2 separate regions of the Mus musculus genome follow, and region 2 is linked to region 1. Evidence: chromatin contacts called from public promoter capture Hi-C data. All regions are on one chromosome and are shown on one strand. The core of a region is the stretch at or near the end of the contact, and the rest is flanking DNA. Distances in the headings are between cores, read along the strand shown. Region 1 overlaps Tacc2 (transforming, acidic coiled-coil containing protein 2). Region 2 overlaps Tacc2 (transforming, acidic coiled-coil containing protein 2).

Region 1 (3,646 bases), core at 840-3,339:
CACAGTTTAAAAACATAGGTTATCAAGGCATGGGAGGGAGCATAGATGAGTAAACCCAGGATTAGGAAGGTGGAGGCAGAAAGATTGTGAATTGGAGGTCAGCCTGGGCTACATAGTGAATTCCAGGCCAGCCTGGTCTATTCAATAAAATCCCTAAGAAAGGAATGGCACTTATCTCACCATGGGTCATGGCTAAGCAGGAGGTAGGTATCATATGTATACAGGAAAGTGGCCCCCAAAAAACTATATTTATAGCTGTCTCCCTAGATCTTTCTGGCTGCCTCTTTGGGCAGGCCAGAACCAACACCCTTCTAACTTGCTTGAGCTGAGAACAGGCACCCATCCCAGGAGCAATGAGCTGAAGGCCGGGCAGAAGCCTCCAGTATTTTTATGTAGACAGGAGACAACTTTGAAATGAACAAACAAATTAAGAATTTATCAGAATCACAGGTTTTCTCTGGTTCTAAAACCACACCAGCAATAAAATTACTTGGTTTTCTCCTTGTCACACAAGAAGGTTCCATCCTTAAGTGAAGTAAATACTTCTCCGAGAGACGAGAGGGCCTATTCCCTGACCCAGCAAGGAGCCGCTGGGGAAATGTTCTACGGAACTCTGAGTGATGAGCTCAGAGAAATATGAGGCAGGGTCTTGTCAGACTTCAAGGACAGACTTTGAGCAGGCAGATCACAGGACATCCTGGGAACAGAGCCTGAGATGCAGCTTTGGCTAAAAGCCCTGACTTCTCACTTGGGCCTATGCTGTCTGTCTTGGCTGGAGTCATCTCTGGATCTGATTCCTGCTCAACTCCACAGGTAAACATGCGACTCATTTAAGGAGCATCTGTCTGAAAGTTAGTTACACAAGGTTGATTGGTACTAAGTTTACTGGCCCTCTCTTGGCCCACTTCAAGGCCGAAGACACCAAGAAAAGCCTAGGATATTTTCCAAATGCCAAGAACACTGAGGCTTGAAGGCAATCACCCCAGAAAGCAATCATCTCTTCTGAAACCAAAATGTTCCCTCAAACCATGGGAGTCTCCCCAAAGCCAGCAGGACCTCACAGAGCCAGATCTGATCTTAGGGCTCTGGTACTATAAGCAGGTATGTTTAGAAAACAGACTCCTAGGCCAGGTAACTTGGGAGATGAACACAGTTCAGTCAAGTGGAAGAGGTAACATAACATGGCCTTTCCCTGTGGTGGGAAGAGGGGAGCTGGACAACCAAAAGCCACAGAAGCCTGGGGCTAAGGAAGGGCTGCGTGCACAATACCAGGAAGAGGGGAATAGATGCAACTGAACGGAACATTGTCCAGAATGTGCTCAAAACAGGTATGATTGAAGCCTCCATGCCCTCAAATCCAAGAATGGTGATCGCTTGCTTTTAAGTCTAAATGGCAGACACTGAGATGGCTCATGGATTTGGGGGGGGGGGGGGGCTACTACGGACATGACCCCAAATGAGAAGAACCAATAGGGCTGAAGACAGTGCAGAAGTCAACCAACGGAGCAACAGCTTTCTCTTTCTGTCTCTTTCTACCCAGATTTGTCCTCTGTGAGCAGAATCAGGTTCCACACACTTTATTTGGACCTCATCTAGAGAAAGCATACAGGATCCCAGCTACCTTGCTCCTAGAGAGTGAGGCCAGTCAGTAGCTTCGAATGTGTGCGGCCCCTTGCTTACACTTTACAATAATACCTAATAATAATAATAACCACAGGCTATAGCAGATACCAGGAAACATACCGCCAATAAGCAGGCACCTGTGAGGTAGAAACTACTAACACAGGGTACTGTTCCTTTGCAAAGCACTCTACAGTTTGCCAGTGTCTTCATGTATGCGGCTTCACCAACAGACCACAGCTCCATGAAGCAGAGGGGCCAGGATAACTACCCCTACTATTGACTAAAGAGAAGAGGCCCCCTAGATGGTCCATGACTCCCCCAAGGTCACACAGCTGGTAAGAGGGGAGGCAGGGCTGGTACGATTGAGTCTTTGTCTCTAAATCCTTGGCAATCTCTACACTGCCCCTCCCGCCCCAGGGGAAATGAGTCTCGAGAACTTTGCTTTCTCTTAACTGGCACGCCTGAATCCATTAGCTAGACGAGAAGCTGAAACCCTGTAACAGAGTACACAGGGGAGACGGAGAGCAGGGTGGTGCTGAGCCCCTCCCCCACGTCCAGAATGGAGCCTCCACCACCAGCAATTACTATGTTTTCTGGAGACCATTGCTCTAATTTTAGAGGCCCTGCCTGGCAAACCTTTGTTTCTCCTGAGTCTTTGTTTTCATGCCTCTCACGTCTCTCAAATTATTTCATAATCTGTTACAATGTTTTGTCATCCAAGGGAGTCGCTGTGAAAATGATTGTTCAGATTATAAACCAAGGTCTGTGACCTCACTGGGGCAGAGGCAGCAAAAGATCCATCCCCAAGCTGGGTTTCACAGACCTTGGTCACAATGGGAGAGACCCAGTGACCTGGCTGTGAGCCTTCTCTTTCTTAGATTTGCTCCTCTGGACAACCTCAGCCACTGACTCTGTCAACTTCTCAAACTTTCTGATTGTCTGTGCGCAGGTGCAGGAGTCTGCCAGACCCAACCATGATGATCCAAGGACCGTGTTCTGGGCCAAGGGACCAAATCCCAGGAAAACACACATCCATGTGCACACATGCATGCCGATGCTCTCCACTACACTCTCCTTGTCTGCTAGCCCCATCAGCATCTTGCCAATGCTCTCCGCTACACCTTCCTTGTCTTCTAGCTTCATCCACACTACAGCTTAGAACCTGGCTGCCATAGATAGGTTTGTTTCCACATCCTCCTAAAAAGTATCTTTTGAATTCCTGTGACCTTGGCAGAGTCCTCCACTTAGGCCACTACTGCTACTTGGAGTAGCAATTCCCGATTCCCGGTTGTTCAGGCCTGTCCCATGCAAAGTGCCCTTGACCCACACCCACCATGTGCCTATAGTGCACTTGGTCACCAAGGCAACCAGAAATACCCTTCTGTGTTTCTAGATATTCCTTCCAAGGGGTGCTGACCCCTATCAAAGTCTGCCCATCAGATACAGATGCACCTGTGCTCTCTCTCTCTCTCTCTCTCTCTCTCTCTCTCTCTCTCTCTCTCTCTCTCTGTCACACGCATGCACACACACACATGACCTTACAGTCTTGAAGTCATTCAACTGCCACCAACCACCCCCTCTCCAGAACCCTGCCAGTTTTTATGGAAGTAGTTCTGTAAACTAGATGCTAGATATGTCGTTTCCTCATGCAGAGTCTGTCTCCATAGAAACAACAAACAAACAACACCAATGCAATACCAAATAAAACCAGAGGCTGCCTGTGCTGTGACACCTACACAACCAGGTCAGGAGTCTGGGGTCCTGTGTTGGAGCCCCACTTTGGAATGCAATCCTAGTTGAGACCCTGCACGTCCATGCTTCTTTTTCAAATCTGTTACGGGAAACCTTGATCTTAAAGTGTCCTTTCAGTTTAAATAGTCCATGCACTGGCAACAGAGGGGAAGGACTAATTCTATCTAGGTTTCACAGAGGCCCCAAGAACTGATCTGCAGACTTCCGTAAGCAAAGATGCCTGGGTATGAATGACTGGAATATAAGCAGGCCATACTCCATGAACATACTC
Region 2 (3,646 bases), core at 508-3,007, 78 kb before region 1:
TTTCAAGGAAGGTGGCCGTGTTTTTTTAGTTCGCTTAAGGGTGCTGGAAGCACTGTTGGATCCTGTGCCACATGCATCTGTGGTAAGGGTCCCAGCTTCAGGGCTGCCGGGGCAAGAAGCACCGTCAAAGTCACTGGCTTGTAGGCTAAGCGAACGGGACAGCGTGGACTTGGAGGGTGGCACGGACTCGGTGGATTTCCTCCGCGTGCTCACCTTACACTCCTGACCCTTAGAGTCGGCAGAGCACGGCTCCAAGCTCTGGAAGTTATCCACCAGCTCGATGCTGTCGAAGTCTAAGTTGTAAGTCCCGCTGCTGGCTATCGGCTTGTCTTCATCGAACACCGCCGAGGAGGAGTGGGAAGGACGGAAAGGGCTTCCTTCCACGGACTCGCTGCTGCGAGGGCCATCGGGAACCACAACCGGTGGCTCAGAAATGCATCCTGAGGAAATGAAGACAAAGCGGTCACCTAAAGACATGGGATACTTGGGATCATTTCTCATCCTGAGCCAGACCCCCCACTCCACAGAGCAGAGGTTGATAAACTCCAAAGACAGACACCCCCCACGGGCAACAGGTTCCGGTTTCCATGCATCAGTGGGTGCAGATCCTGGACAGGTTTCCCTCAGTTCCCTCATCTGTACAATGGGAGCCAGGTAGCTGATAAAGGAAAAGCCCCGATGGTTCATTCCACAGCACTTTACCAAGTGCCTGACTTTGATAGGGGTCATGCTGGGCATCTGAGCAACAATCAGAAAAGACAAAGGCTTGTCCTCCTAGCCTAGCAGCCATTGTCATTGCCACCAAAGCGTCTATGACTACTTACTTGCAAGAGACTCTCAAGATAAGGCCCAATGACGGTCCCTCATGAAGAAGGGATTGGGGAGGGCATTAGACCCTCACCTGAGAGTCCCATCACTCCGTCCTACATCTACCCATCTGCACATGGTCTTGGGGTAGCATGTGGCATACCAGCTGAAGGGAGGACTTCACATTTGTAGCTATGAGAAATCGTTGCCCAGAGTGAGGTGACTTTCTTTGTTCTGGCAGTTTTGGGCTTACCCAGACTCTGTAAGTAAGGCGAAGAAGCTGGACTTTGGAGGAATGATACTGTAAGTCTGCCATTAGTGCCCTCCCTATCTGGTGGATTTATATCTCACCAGGAAGTTCACAAAACAAACAGAAATCTTCCCAGACAGAAAGGGCCATATGTGCCAAGGCCCTAGGGTAGGAGTATCCTTGAGGTATTATAAAAAGAATGATGAGGCTGAAGCAAAACAAAACCAGTAACCCTTCGGTATGGACATTAAATATGGCCACAGTCAACCCTGCTTCTGACTGCTTAGACACTGGGAAGACTGTGCAAGGCTGAGCAGGACCGAGTCTGCCCTCTACCACCTGCCTCTCCAGACACGACCCTCCTCTCCCACTGACACGGCTACCTCACTTTGGCTTTGGATCTTATCTATTCTCAGCCCTCTCCTCCCAGATGTCTAGCAACCCTAGATGTCCTCCAACCCTGCCAGCCAATAAGCCAACCCTCCCTTCCAATGTGCTCAGGGACTCCAACTATCAGTCAAAGGATGCCCAATGATCTCAGCTCCCCACAGCGGGGGAGACCAACCAGCCCTCGCACGGCTTTCTAGGTTCCTAGATGTTCTGCTAGAGAAAGAAAAACCCTGTACCATGGTCTCAGAAGGCAGAACAGGAAACAGAAGACGCTGCACAGAATGGAGCTGTGACCTTGGACTGTGTGCGTAGGCGGGTGGAGACAATGTATTAACCCTTTCTCTTCAGGTGAACATCCAGCTCAAGTCCAGGGAGCCATTACACTTGAGTTCCAGATCAGTGAAAATTCCTCTAAGATTATGTGTCACATGAGATTCATACTGAGCTGGGTGTCCTGCAGTGCAGTTTTACTTTCTAAATGACTGTCCTATCCTGAGTCCCAGCAATCCAGATGTGGACAAGACTCACTCAAACAGGCCAGTCTGTTTCTGGAGAATACACCCCGCCTCCACACATGTGGCTGCTGTTGGGGGTGGAGCCAGTTCTCATGGTGCTTCCTGACTTTGCTCACAGGCAAACCTGAGGCTGGAGTCCCAGCAGATACAGTGGGAGAGGACCGCAGAAGCCTCTTGGGTTGTGAAAGGACTTCCTCACCTCTGGTTCCAACCTGGCAACTTTTTCCCTCAGAAAGCTCAATAAACATCCCTTGGATTGCAAGCACTTGGGGAACTCCATGAGGCACACAGACCCTAAGCGTTTGCAGCCACTGGTCCCAGCTCCCATCACCAAACTTGCTTCCTTCTCATCTCAGAAGAACAGGTGTCCGTCCACCTTTCTCCTTCTGAAGTCACTTCCCTTTGCTGAGGTCCCTGGGCCTTCAAGCCCAGTTTCTTCTGGTCAGCAGCAACCTGGTCTTGTAGCTACTTTGTAGCTGCTCCTGAACACTCACCTCAGAAGGCAGAAGACTACAGATGCTAAGGGGGTGGGTCTAGGGGCTGTCACATGGGCGTTGGCAGCAGGGAGAGGGGCCTCAGCCATCGCTGCACTTCGGTAGACAAGCTTCCCTTCCAATCTGTTCCATTGCCTTAGCAGCCTTCAAATGTCAGCAATTTCCCCTGCATCATGCAACAGTCAGCAGACAGTCAGCTTAGCATCTGCTCTGTTTTCCTGTCTACTCAGCCTGGCTCTCCTATTCAGAAGTGCTCTTCCCTAATTAAATCATGGCAAAGAAACCTGGTTTTATTGCAGGTTCTTATTGTCAGCCCAAAGGATGCTTGGGGGCTATCTCTCATTGTGGGGGGCTGGTCTGTTCAGAGCATCAGCTTTGATTCACTAAATGCCAGTAGCACCTTCTCTCTTAGTTGAGACAAAGTGTCTCAGACCCTGCCTCCTGTCCCCAGGAGGACAGCACAGTCCTTGGTTAGGAGCTTCTACTCTACAGAGTAGTTTCTAGAGCAGATGGCTCCCTATGATCTATCACAAGGTTGGGATGGCCTTCCCATGCCATTGCCATGGGTAAGCTCAGACTGACAAGGCAACCATGCCCATCTAGTTCCCACTAGATTTCTACATAGTCACACAGAGCTGCATAAAGACTTCATTCATCCCAAACCTGGCATGGCCTTCAATGTCAGTCACCATGAGGCACACCTTGAATAATACAGAGGCAAGGAAAGATGAGGCCACAAACCCATCCATCCACATAAGCATGTCCCCTGCAATCACTATGCAAGCCTAGGCAAAGATATCTCTAGAAATCCACATTGCACCCCCCTGACTCTTGATTCTAGTTCAATCCTGGGGCAAGTTAGCATCTGCGCTCATATGAAAAAAGTCCCCACATGTTTCTCAGCTATGCTAACCAGCTCAGTTGCCCTCATCAAGAGCCAAGACTGGGTGGCTTCAACAACAGAAATGTGTTTCCCCACTGCTCTGAGTACTGAGGCTGGAAGTCCACAATGAAGGCGTTGTCAAGTCTGGTCTCTCCTGGGGCCTTTCTTCTTGGCTTTGAGGTGGTCAGGTCTGATGTGTCCTTACATGGCCTTTCCCCTGAGCACATGTTTCCTTGAAGTCTCCTCTTGTGACAGAGTTCCAACCTAAGACCCCACAGAACCTTAATTACCACCAGAAAGGTCCTAT

Evidence for each region. Capture Hi-C pulls out chosen DNA fragments and counts their contacts.
Region 2: a promoter capture Hi-C map of adipose tissue shows a contact between it and region 1. The contact joins two enhancer-like sites. A contact is called at or near these places in 3 of 115 datasets of contacts at active chromatin or transcription factors (all in embryonic stem cells) and 3 of 9 other capture datasets (adipose tissue, liver and pancreatic islet).

Annotation. Positions count from the first base shown.
Region 1 is chr7:130,647,879-130,651,524 of GRCm38.p6, reverse strand. All of the region lies in intron 3 of Tacc2 (transforming, acidic coiled-coil containing protein 2), which reads right to left. Among named protein-coding and RNA genes, the nearest start is that of Gm39098, 3.7 kb to the right of the region's middle. Within about 2 kb of position 2,089, at least 15 of the 459 cell types and tissues checked have an H3K27ac peak or open chromatin away from gene starts, as enhancers often do. A contact at or near this core is called in adipose tissue, where this site is marked.
Region 2 is chr7:130,725,317-130,728,962 of GRCm38.p6, reverse strand. It overlaps Tacc2 (transforming, acidic coiled-coil containing protein 2), which reads right to left. Exons shown (of 22, transcript NM_001004468.3): 7 at 1-440. Among named protein-coding and RNA genes, the nearest start is that of Gm34283, 6.3 kb to the right of the region's middle. Within about 2 kb of position 1,757, at least 47 of the 459 cell types and tissues checked have an H3K27ac peak or open chromatin away from gene starts, as enhancers often do. A contact at or near this core is called in adipose tissue, where this site is marked.